Regions from separate parts of the Mus musculus genome. Here region 1 is linked to region 2. A link is a contact called in public HiChIP or PLAC-seq data. All regions are on one chromosome and are shown on one strand. The core of a region is the stretch at or near the end of the contact, and the rest is flanking DNA. Distances in the headings are between cores, read along the strand shown.

What was found. HiChIP or PLAC-seq counts read pairs in DNA pulled down with a chosen protein or histone mark.
Region 1: a contact with region 2 is called in an H3K27ac HiChIP or PLAC-seq map of embryonic stem cells, with 3 times the contacts expected there. The contact joins two enhancer-like sites. A contact is called at or near these places in 1 of 484 Hi-C or Micro-C datasets (nephron progenitors), 7 of 115 datasets of contacts at active chromatin or transcription factors (embryonic basal ganglia, embryonic stem cells, intestinal crypt epithelium and 1 more) and 1 of 9 other capture datasets (embryonic stem cells).

The regions. Positions count from the first base shown.
Region 1 is chr8:57,764,569-57,768,752 of GRCm38.p6, forward strand. No RefSeq gene overlaps it. Among named protein-coding and RNA genes, the nearest start is that of Gm2921, 33 kb to the right of the region's middle. Within about 2 kb of position 1,558, at least 15 of the 459 cell types and tissues checked have an H3K27ac peak or open chromatin away from gene starts, as enhancers often do. A contact at or near this core is called in embryonic stem cells, where this site is marked.
Region 2 is chr8:57,615,662-57,620,090 of GRCm38.p6, forward strand. All of the region lies in intron 1 of Galnt7 (polypeptide N-acetylgalactosaminyltransferase 7), which reads right to left. Among named protein-coding and RNA genes, the nearest start is that of AW046200, 34 kb to the right of the region's middle. Within about 2 kb of position 1,455, at least 10 of the 459 cell types and tissues checked have an H3K27ac peak or open chromatin away from gene starts, as enhancers often do. A contact at or near this core is called in embryonic stem cells, where this site is marked.

The sequences.
Region 1 (4,184 bases), core at 308-2,807, 150 kb after region 2:
GCTTTCTCAGCCTGCTTTCTTGTAGCACCCAGAGCCACCAAGCCCCTGGGATGGCACCACAGTGATGTGGGCCCTCCCATATCAATCACCAACCAAGAAAGCACACCACAGGCTTTCGTCAGGCTAATCTGGTGGGCACATTTCTCAGTTGAGGTTTTCCTCTTCTAAAGGGACTCTAGCTTATGCCAAATTGGTATAAAGCTAGCCATAGCCAGCACAAGATTCCAGGTGTTGAACTCAGATGATCAAGCTTAGAGGAAAGTGCCCAGTAAGCCACAAGCCATGTTCTTGATTTTAAAGACCTTCCCAATAAGAATCTAAGAATTCCATCCCAGGTACACTTCCGTGAACCATCAAATGTTGACCGCATGTGTTCTGCTTTAACAGTGCATTTTGTCTACACATCTTTTGTCCAGAGTCTTTAAGGATGACTGTGTGTTCGGGTTTCCTGTCTTGATTTTCATCGGTTTTCCCTCCTTGTTAGCTGACTAATGTTTAAGGAGTGCAGAAACACAGTCATTAGCTCTCTTGCTGTTAAGTCCTTCCGGTGTTCCTGATAAGGAACACCTTTCCATTTTCCCAAACTGTGTAAGGCTGACACAGTAGACTAGTCTGAGAATCACTTCACTAAGTTTTCAGTGGTGCGATAGAGTTCTGGTAAATATTGACTGCTTTCCTTTATATCTTCATTTGCAAGTTACAAAGCAATTTCATGTTTATTATCATACTTCACCAATGCCACAGCCCTGAGAGGAACCTTTAGAGGAATGGGTATTGGCCCAATGTCAAACAGGAATGAAAGGCAGCAGCAGCTGCTTTCATGACCAACCAGGCATATATTATACCTCATTTCTTTTTAATACCCAGAACACACATACTGAGTTGGATTTAGAGAGGGTGTTCACCATGCATAGGGGAAGAGACAGACAAAGATGGTTTTGAGGAGCGCCAGAGGACTCACAATGTGGCTGACAGAGCATCTTCACGTCTCCAGAGGAATGACGCCTGGCTGATGTTTTCCTTTTTTTTTAATTAGATATTTTATTTATTTACACTTCAAATGTTATTCCCTTCCCCAGTTTCCATTTTCTTCTTGGAGAGTGATTCAGGGTTGAAAGGAATAAAGGATTGGGGGAGGACTGGGAGAGGAACGGGAAGGGGGAACTGGGAGGGAGTAGCGTTTGAGAAATAAATAAATAAATAAATAAATAAATAAATAAATAAATAAATGTTTAAAAGAAAGGATACTTTAGAAAACAAACAAACAAATGGAGCAGTGTGATTTTGCCAAAGCCTTCCATCTTGGTCAGTGGTTCAGCTCTGGTGTAGGGGGTGCAAACAGCACAGCGCTAGAGACCCCTCAGTCTCCAGAAGCTTCAGCTCCTGCTAGCTTTCTTCCCTGAGGGTTTAAACCCGGGACTCCAGGGGCAGGTTTCTGGCAGAGGTCTGATGCCCGGGGCAGGGAGAATCAAGGTCATTAGCTCTCCCTGTCTGTCACACCCAGCCAAAGGACCTCACCTTAGTTCTTTTCTCAACCAGAGGCGTTTGTTATCCAGATGAATCACTGCCGAGATGGTTTTATTTTAAGCACTTCAGTGACTGCGTCTCATCACTCACTACTCCTTTGAGCTTCCCCTTCTTTAAAAAAAATCCCCTCTTTGACTGAATACGAGTTTGGAGAACGCCCGCTCCCGACCCTCACCATTTGCTGGCGGGTAGACATTAATGAGAGTGTCTCCTTCCTCCTAGCGCAGCATTTCTTTGGTGAGGTTATCTCTTTGACATCTCAGTCACTCAGGCGGTTCCCTGCTGCTTCCTCAGGGACATTAAAAAATTGTTTTTTAGGGAAATTGGAGCTTGGCTGTTTCTTTCCTTTTTTCTTTCCGTCTCTCTTACCCTCAGCCCGGAATACTTTCCCACCTCCTTTAATCCCTATTTTATTCGGCTGGTGCATGTTAGCTAGGAGTTTCAGTCTTTGCTTCTTCCGGGTGTTGAGAATTCTAGTCACAGAACTCTATCCTTTTGATTTCCAGATGCTCTGCTTAACCTTTTGATTTTAAAGGGAGCTCTTGGATCTGCAGTGTGTGTGTGTGTGTGTGTGTGTGTGTGTGTGTGTGTGTGTATCTGTGTGTGTATGCTCATGTGAATGGGCAAATGCATGTGGAGGCCGAGGTTAATCTTATCTCTTGTTCTTTTTAAAAAGATTTCTTTTTTTCTAAAGTTATGTTTTATTGTTTATATCTGATCGTGGGGGTGTGCACTCGTCCAGGTGCCTTTGGAGACTAGAGGAGGGTTGAGGCTCCCTTAGAGCTGTAGTAAGTAACCTTGTGGGCCGTCCAGTGTAGGTCAAGGAAATGAAACTCAAGTCCTCTTTGGGAATAACAAGTGCTCTTAACCTCTGAGCCATCTTTTCAGCCCCATCGGTCTCTTACCAGCCTGGAGTCCCTGCGTTAGGCTGGGGTGGCGAGCCAGGCCCCAGGGATCTGTCTGCCTCTCTTCTGAACACTGGTCTGAGAAGCAAGCCACACAAACGGCATTTTATGTAAGTTCTGGGGATCAAACTCAGACACTCATGTTTGGCAAACATTTTAGGAGTAGTGAAGTCATTGTCCTAGCCCAGCATTTTTTCCTCCATAAAATCTAAATATATATGGCTTGGATTACCGATACAGAAGCACTTTATAACTTCCACATCGGCTTTTTTGGGTGGTAGAAATTTAAACAGCAAAAAAGTAAAACAGACTTTCTTTATCATGTGTCTGCCTCATACAACCTGATTAAAGAAAAATATTCAAAAAAGATAATGAGAAGAACTTATTCTGTGTGGTGTTAGTGACCAAAACTTAAATAAGCTAAAAAGGGGAAAACATGCAAAAAAGAAAAAGAATTTAAAATTAAAATTTTATTTTTGCAGACAGGACAAGTTTATGAAATCTAATGTAGTGAGTGGGCCCCTGAGAAATTATGGCATGCAACAGATTTGGTATAGAGGAGGCTTATTTGTGGGAGGGGTGGAGAGTGAGAGCCTGGAAAAGGGGTAGAGGCAAATGAGTAGACAGACAGACAGACAGACAGACAGGTGGGTGGGTGCAGCCAGGAGGGCAGAGAAGGGACAGGACAAAGAAGGGCAGAAAAGGGGAGAGATAGGCTGATCAGGAACACGTGAGAAGAGGGGGAGGGGAAGGTGGAGAGGGAAGGGGGAGGGGAAGAGGGAGAAGGAGGAGCAGGAGAAAAAGGAGAGGGAGAAGGGGGGGGGAGGGAGAGAGCAAGCTGGAGTGATGGGGTAGTTCTTTTAAGCCATTGCCTCAGGAAACTGCAGCAGGTAACAGTGCCACTGATGACATAAGCCATTGCTAGCGCCCTGCAGGTGCCTCGTGGAATCTCCTGTAAGCTAAAAATGAGATATTAGTAGCCAACAATGAAAAAAAAATACCTTGATATCTGTTTATTCACAGCAGAGTTTCACATGGCCTTCCAGGTAAGATGCAGCTGAGGATGGTCCTTGTGTCTGATCTTGAACTTTTATTCCTCCATCTCCCAAAGGTCACAGGTGAGCTCTGTCACATCAGGGTCCCCGTGGTCCCTCGAATTAAACTTACCCTCAGTATTTCTTTTCAATAAAAAGAAGTTTAAAATCCACAAACCCCATAAGGTCAGAGAGCCTGTGCCCCAGCTGTCCTTCTGGGCCTCTCCCTAATGAAGTCATCGGACTGAGTTGAACATAGCAAGATAGTGTTACACTTAGTTCTAAGACTTTTAATTACACACGCACACACACACAAACACACACACACACACACACACACACACACACACACACACACACACACACACAGCCTTTCTCAAAGATGGAAAAACTACAGTTCAGTCATATCAACACCATATATTTAAAGTGAAATTGGCTAGGTATTAGCCACCAGAAATTAATTTGAGAGTGAGAAGTCTGGAGTGATGGTGAAGAGAATTATTTAGGCAAGCTATGTCTTATCTTGATTCTCAGTACTCTTTTACAAAGGTCACTAGCAGTTCAGAGGGCGAGAGAAAATAATAATCGAGTTATTAATACTCAATGTGAGGCACTCAAGGTAAAGGTCTTGATCAGTTATTTATTGTGCTTTAAGTGAGGGCAGAAGAGATGGCTCAGCCATCAGGTTTAAGCACCTCGCTTGCAGAGGACCTGAGTT
Region 2 (4,429 bases), core at 205-2,704:
AACAGGCAGCGAAGATAGGTGTTCACAGAATCAGCATGCATTGCTATGCTCAGATCTGGATCTGGAAACGTGAGAATAAAGGCTGGGTGCTAGTGGCAGTTGGCATAACACAAGGCTCTGTTCCTAGTGGCTAGGCGGAGAAACGTTCTGAACGGTAACCAACAGTCCTGGGCAAATGTCTACTGTAGTGGTTCTCGACCTGTGGGTCCAGACCCCTTTGGGGACTGAAGGGCATTTTCATGGGGGATTGCGTACCAGAGATCCTGCAAATCAGACATTTTCATTGTAATTGATAGCAGTAGCAAGATTACAGAAATGAAGTAGCAATGAAAGTAATGTTATGGTTGGGGGTCAGTACAACACAAGGAACCGTATTAAAGGGTCGCAGCATTAGGAGGGGTGGGAAGCATCATGCGACTGCATACTCCAGCAAACGTCAGCAGGGAAGAGAGCAATCACAACATCAATGAGAAGATTTTGAGACAGAAGAACAATGACAGGGGAAGGTGGAGACCTGGCTCTCAAATACCAAAGTGAATTCTGAAATCTACAGTATTAAACTAGAGAGCGACTGTGGAAGGTTCACTTTGCTTTAAGAACTCAAACACGTAGAGAGCAAAGGGCTGGAAGAAGATATTCTGTGCATATGGAAGCCAAAAGACAGCAAGGGTGTTTATACTTGAATCTGATAAAAATTTAAGCAAAAAAATCTGAAGGATGAGACAAAGAATGGTGATAATCAATTCATAAAGGGACTATAATTATAAATGTGTATGCACCTACATACATGAAGCAAGCATAGATTTGCAGGGAGATAGACTAAAAAAAGCTTCTAGCAATGATAGCATTATGGTTTAAGTCAGAAATAGCCACAACAGGCTCCAAACCTGACCACCTTCCTTCCCCTGATTTGTTTAAATTGATGCCATTGTTTTAGAGACACCAAACCCTCAGGAGGGTAGCTGACCCAGGCAAGCCACTGGGAACCCACTTCTGCTGCTCAGCCCTCATTCTGATTAGTCTTTCTCTGTAGTCCCTCTGCCTGAAAGGAATTGAAACCACGACCGAATTAAAAACCATGAGCCAAAATACTGTCTTGCCACAAAGTGACAGGAGATATTTCTATCTAGTTGAGAAAGCAAAGCACCTCATAGGGCTGCCGCAGAGTCTCTTGGACAAGCACATGGACGTAGTCGATGAAATGCAGACCTAGCATTCAACAGGTCAAACAAACGCTATAAAGGGCTAAGAAATCTGTGAGCAAAGCTGTAAGGCTTTCTAATGGAAGCAGAACCTTAACTAGATAAGGAAAATGCAGTTGCTTGTATTATAATGCTAATTACGTTCCCCCCAAATACTGCTTACAGCAGGGTCTGCAGGTAGCTTCTGGGAAGCTGCCCCAAATTGGTTCTGATTGGTAAATAAAAATGCCAACAGCCAATAGCTGGGAAGGACAGACAGAGGCGGGATTTGGAATTTCTGGAGCTTGGGACAGGGAGTGGAAGGAAGAAGGAGATCCGCCCTGTCTGGGGAGCGTGGAGGAGAAGAGAGACACCTTGCCTGAGAAGAGTGCAGGGCAGACAGGCATGGCAGCCATGTGAAGGAGCCGGGAGAGGGCAGCCCTCTGGGTCCAGGGCAGCCAAGGTAGAATTAGGGTTTAGTAAGTAATAACTCAGGATTATTGGCAGGAGGTAGATTAACTGCATGGAGGTTAGACAGGGCCCAGCTACTGAGCTGTATAAAGCTTATCAAAATATAAAGGGGTGTGTGTGTCTTTCTTTTGGGGACATAAAGAAGGTCGTGAAACTGCCTCCAGGTTTTATTTATTAATTATTTAATTCAAAAGGAAAAAGCAGAAAAGAGTAAAATTAGTGATTCCGAAAAGGCAACAGCATAAGCCAAGTTAGAAGAGATCTGCGCTCTCGCCTTGTCTCGGTCTGCTGTTGTTCAGTTCTATGACCTTTGTGACCTTTACAGACACCAGCTTCACTCACTTCTTCCTGATCCTGGTTCCTGCCTTCTACAATACCTGGTATAGAGCTTGACCCTTGGTAACACACTTCTCATCTTCGAACACTCTTATTTACCCAGAAGCTAGACACTGGGCAAGATCCAGAGAAATCAATTCAACTACTAGTTGTTTTCCCATTTTTCCAAAAGTACACATGAGTTTCCTTTGGCAAAATAAAAATAATATGCAATATTAAGATTGTTCTGAAGCAGCTATAGTCACCAAAAAAACCAAACAAAAACTCAGTATTATCTCTTTTCTAGCCAAGCACGGCTACGATTCATATGCAGAATCTGCTGGGCATTCATGGGGGACGATTTTTCTGTACTCAAAAGTACAATCCAGCCAGGAGATGGTGGTGTCGCATGCCTTTAATCCCACCACTCCACAGGCAAAGGCAGGTGGATCTCTGAGTTCAAGGACAGCCTAGTATACAGAGTGAGTTTTAGGACATCCACATCTAGGTATCCACAGCTGGACACCTTGTCTCAGAAAAAAAAAAGTACAATACAGGCATGCAGTAATGACACTGTTCTCAAAGCCTAGTAAGACTCACAAAGACTGAAAGCTCCTTGCCTGCTTGCCTACCTGTCTGCCTGTTTGCCTGCCTGCCTTCCTTCCTTTTTTTTTTTTTTTTTGGTTTTTTTGAGACAGGATTTCTCTGTGTAGCCCTGGCAATCCTGGAACTCACTCTGTAGACCAGGCTGGCCTCGAACTCAGAAATCTGCCTGCCTCTGTCTTCCAAGTGCTGGGATTAAAGGTGTGCACAGGAAATGTCACACCAAGAATATCCTAATGAGGACTGGAGAGATGGCTCAGTGGTTAAGAGCACTGACTGCTCTTCCAGAGATCCTGAGTTCAATTCCCAGCAACCACATGGTGGCTCACAACCATCTGTAATGAGATCTGATGCCCTCTTCTGGTGTGTTTGAAGACAGCTACAGTGTACTCACATAAAATAAATTAATACATCTTTAAAAAGAAGACTCTCCTAATAAGAGGCAATCTATGGCTACTTGTGGGCTTCTAGACAATCTGGTTGAAACTTTCTTAGTTTCCTCCAAGCCAATTAGCACAGTAAGTTGTAGGACACGATCAACAGTTACTAGAATAAAGTTTCTTTTCCCCCTAAACTGTCCTCTCTGGTTTCACCTATTGGTCACCTGCTCTAAACGAGAGCTGGCATTTTCATTAATGCTAATACAGAATTAATACTGAGGCCCACAGACTGAAAACATACAGATTTGGCTCAAAGTAGAAATAGCATATAACCTAGTTTTCTTTGCTTAAAATAGATTATATTCTAGTCATACAAATAGCTGTGAACCCTTTCAAAGCACTTAAAAGTTTCGTTTTTATCTTCTACAGACAGCAAAATGCACTGGGATAGCAAGTTCAGTAAGATTTGAATTTGTATTCATAGCTGGATCTTTTATTCCCCAGCTGTGTGGCTTTGGCCAAGTCTGTAAGTAGTCGATTTATTAACCTAATATCTCATTATACAGAGAAGGGTATGATGTGACTACATCTAAAAACTCGTAGTGTAATAAATATAAATTTCAAAATTTTGGGCTAAAAAGAAATTCAGGGCTAAGGAGGTAGCTACCAAATGCCTTCCAGAGATTGAGGAGGAAGATCCAGGGGAGAGGACTTGCCTAGTCTGCCCAAAGCCCCAGTATGTATAGTATACATGGGGGTGGAAAGATTCTAAAGGGTCTCACAAAGACCTAAATTTGAGATTAAAATCTGAACTTCACAGATAGTGAAAACAAAATAGAAACCAAACAATCATTAATGAAACCATTGCAAATCTGATCTGAATATAATTATGTGTGAGGAATACTACCACCACTCTTGAACGTTCAGGGGAAACATGAGCTAGCTGCCTGTGTGAAAACAGCCAGCACGAGCTTTACAGAACACAGTAGCTCCTCCATACACATCCCATCTTTCCTTCCCACCTTAAGTTAATTTTAGGTTGGAGCTCAAAAGTAGCCTTTGATACCTGCTGTCCTAAGCCTGCGTAATTCGGGTTTTTAGTCTGGTCTCACTGAAATAAAAAACAACACACATAACACAATCAATGATACAAAATTCCAGGACTATAGATAGAATCTTGGTACTAAAAAAAAAAAAAAAAAAACTGGAAAAAACTATGTCTTGCGAAAATATATTTGCTGCCAGCCTTCGTGAGAACGTACCCACCTCCTACTCCTTAGCATAGCCTGGACACCAGAGAGGCCCAGAGTTTCAGAAAGACAAATAAAACAGCTATTAGCAAGCTGTGGAGGACATGTGCTAGCCAACTAACCAAAATAACACAGTCTTGCACATAGCATTCTAAAATAATCTGAAGGAGGCTGTCGGTTCTCTGATATTAGTGCACTAATTGGATACTTGTCTACTTCTGAAGAGCGA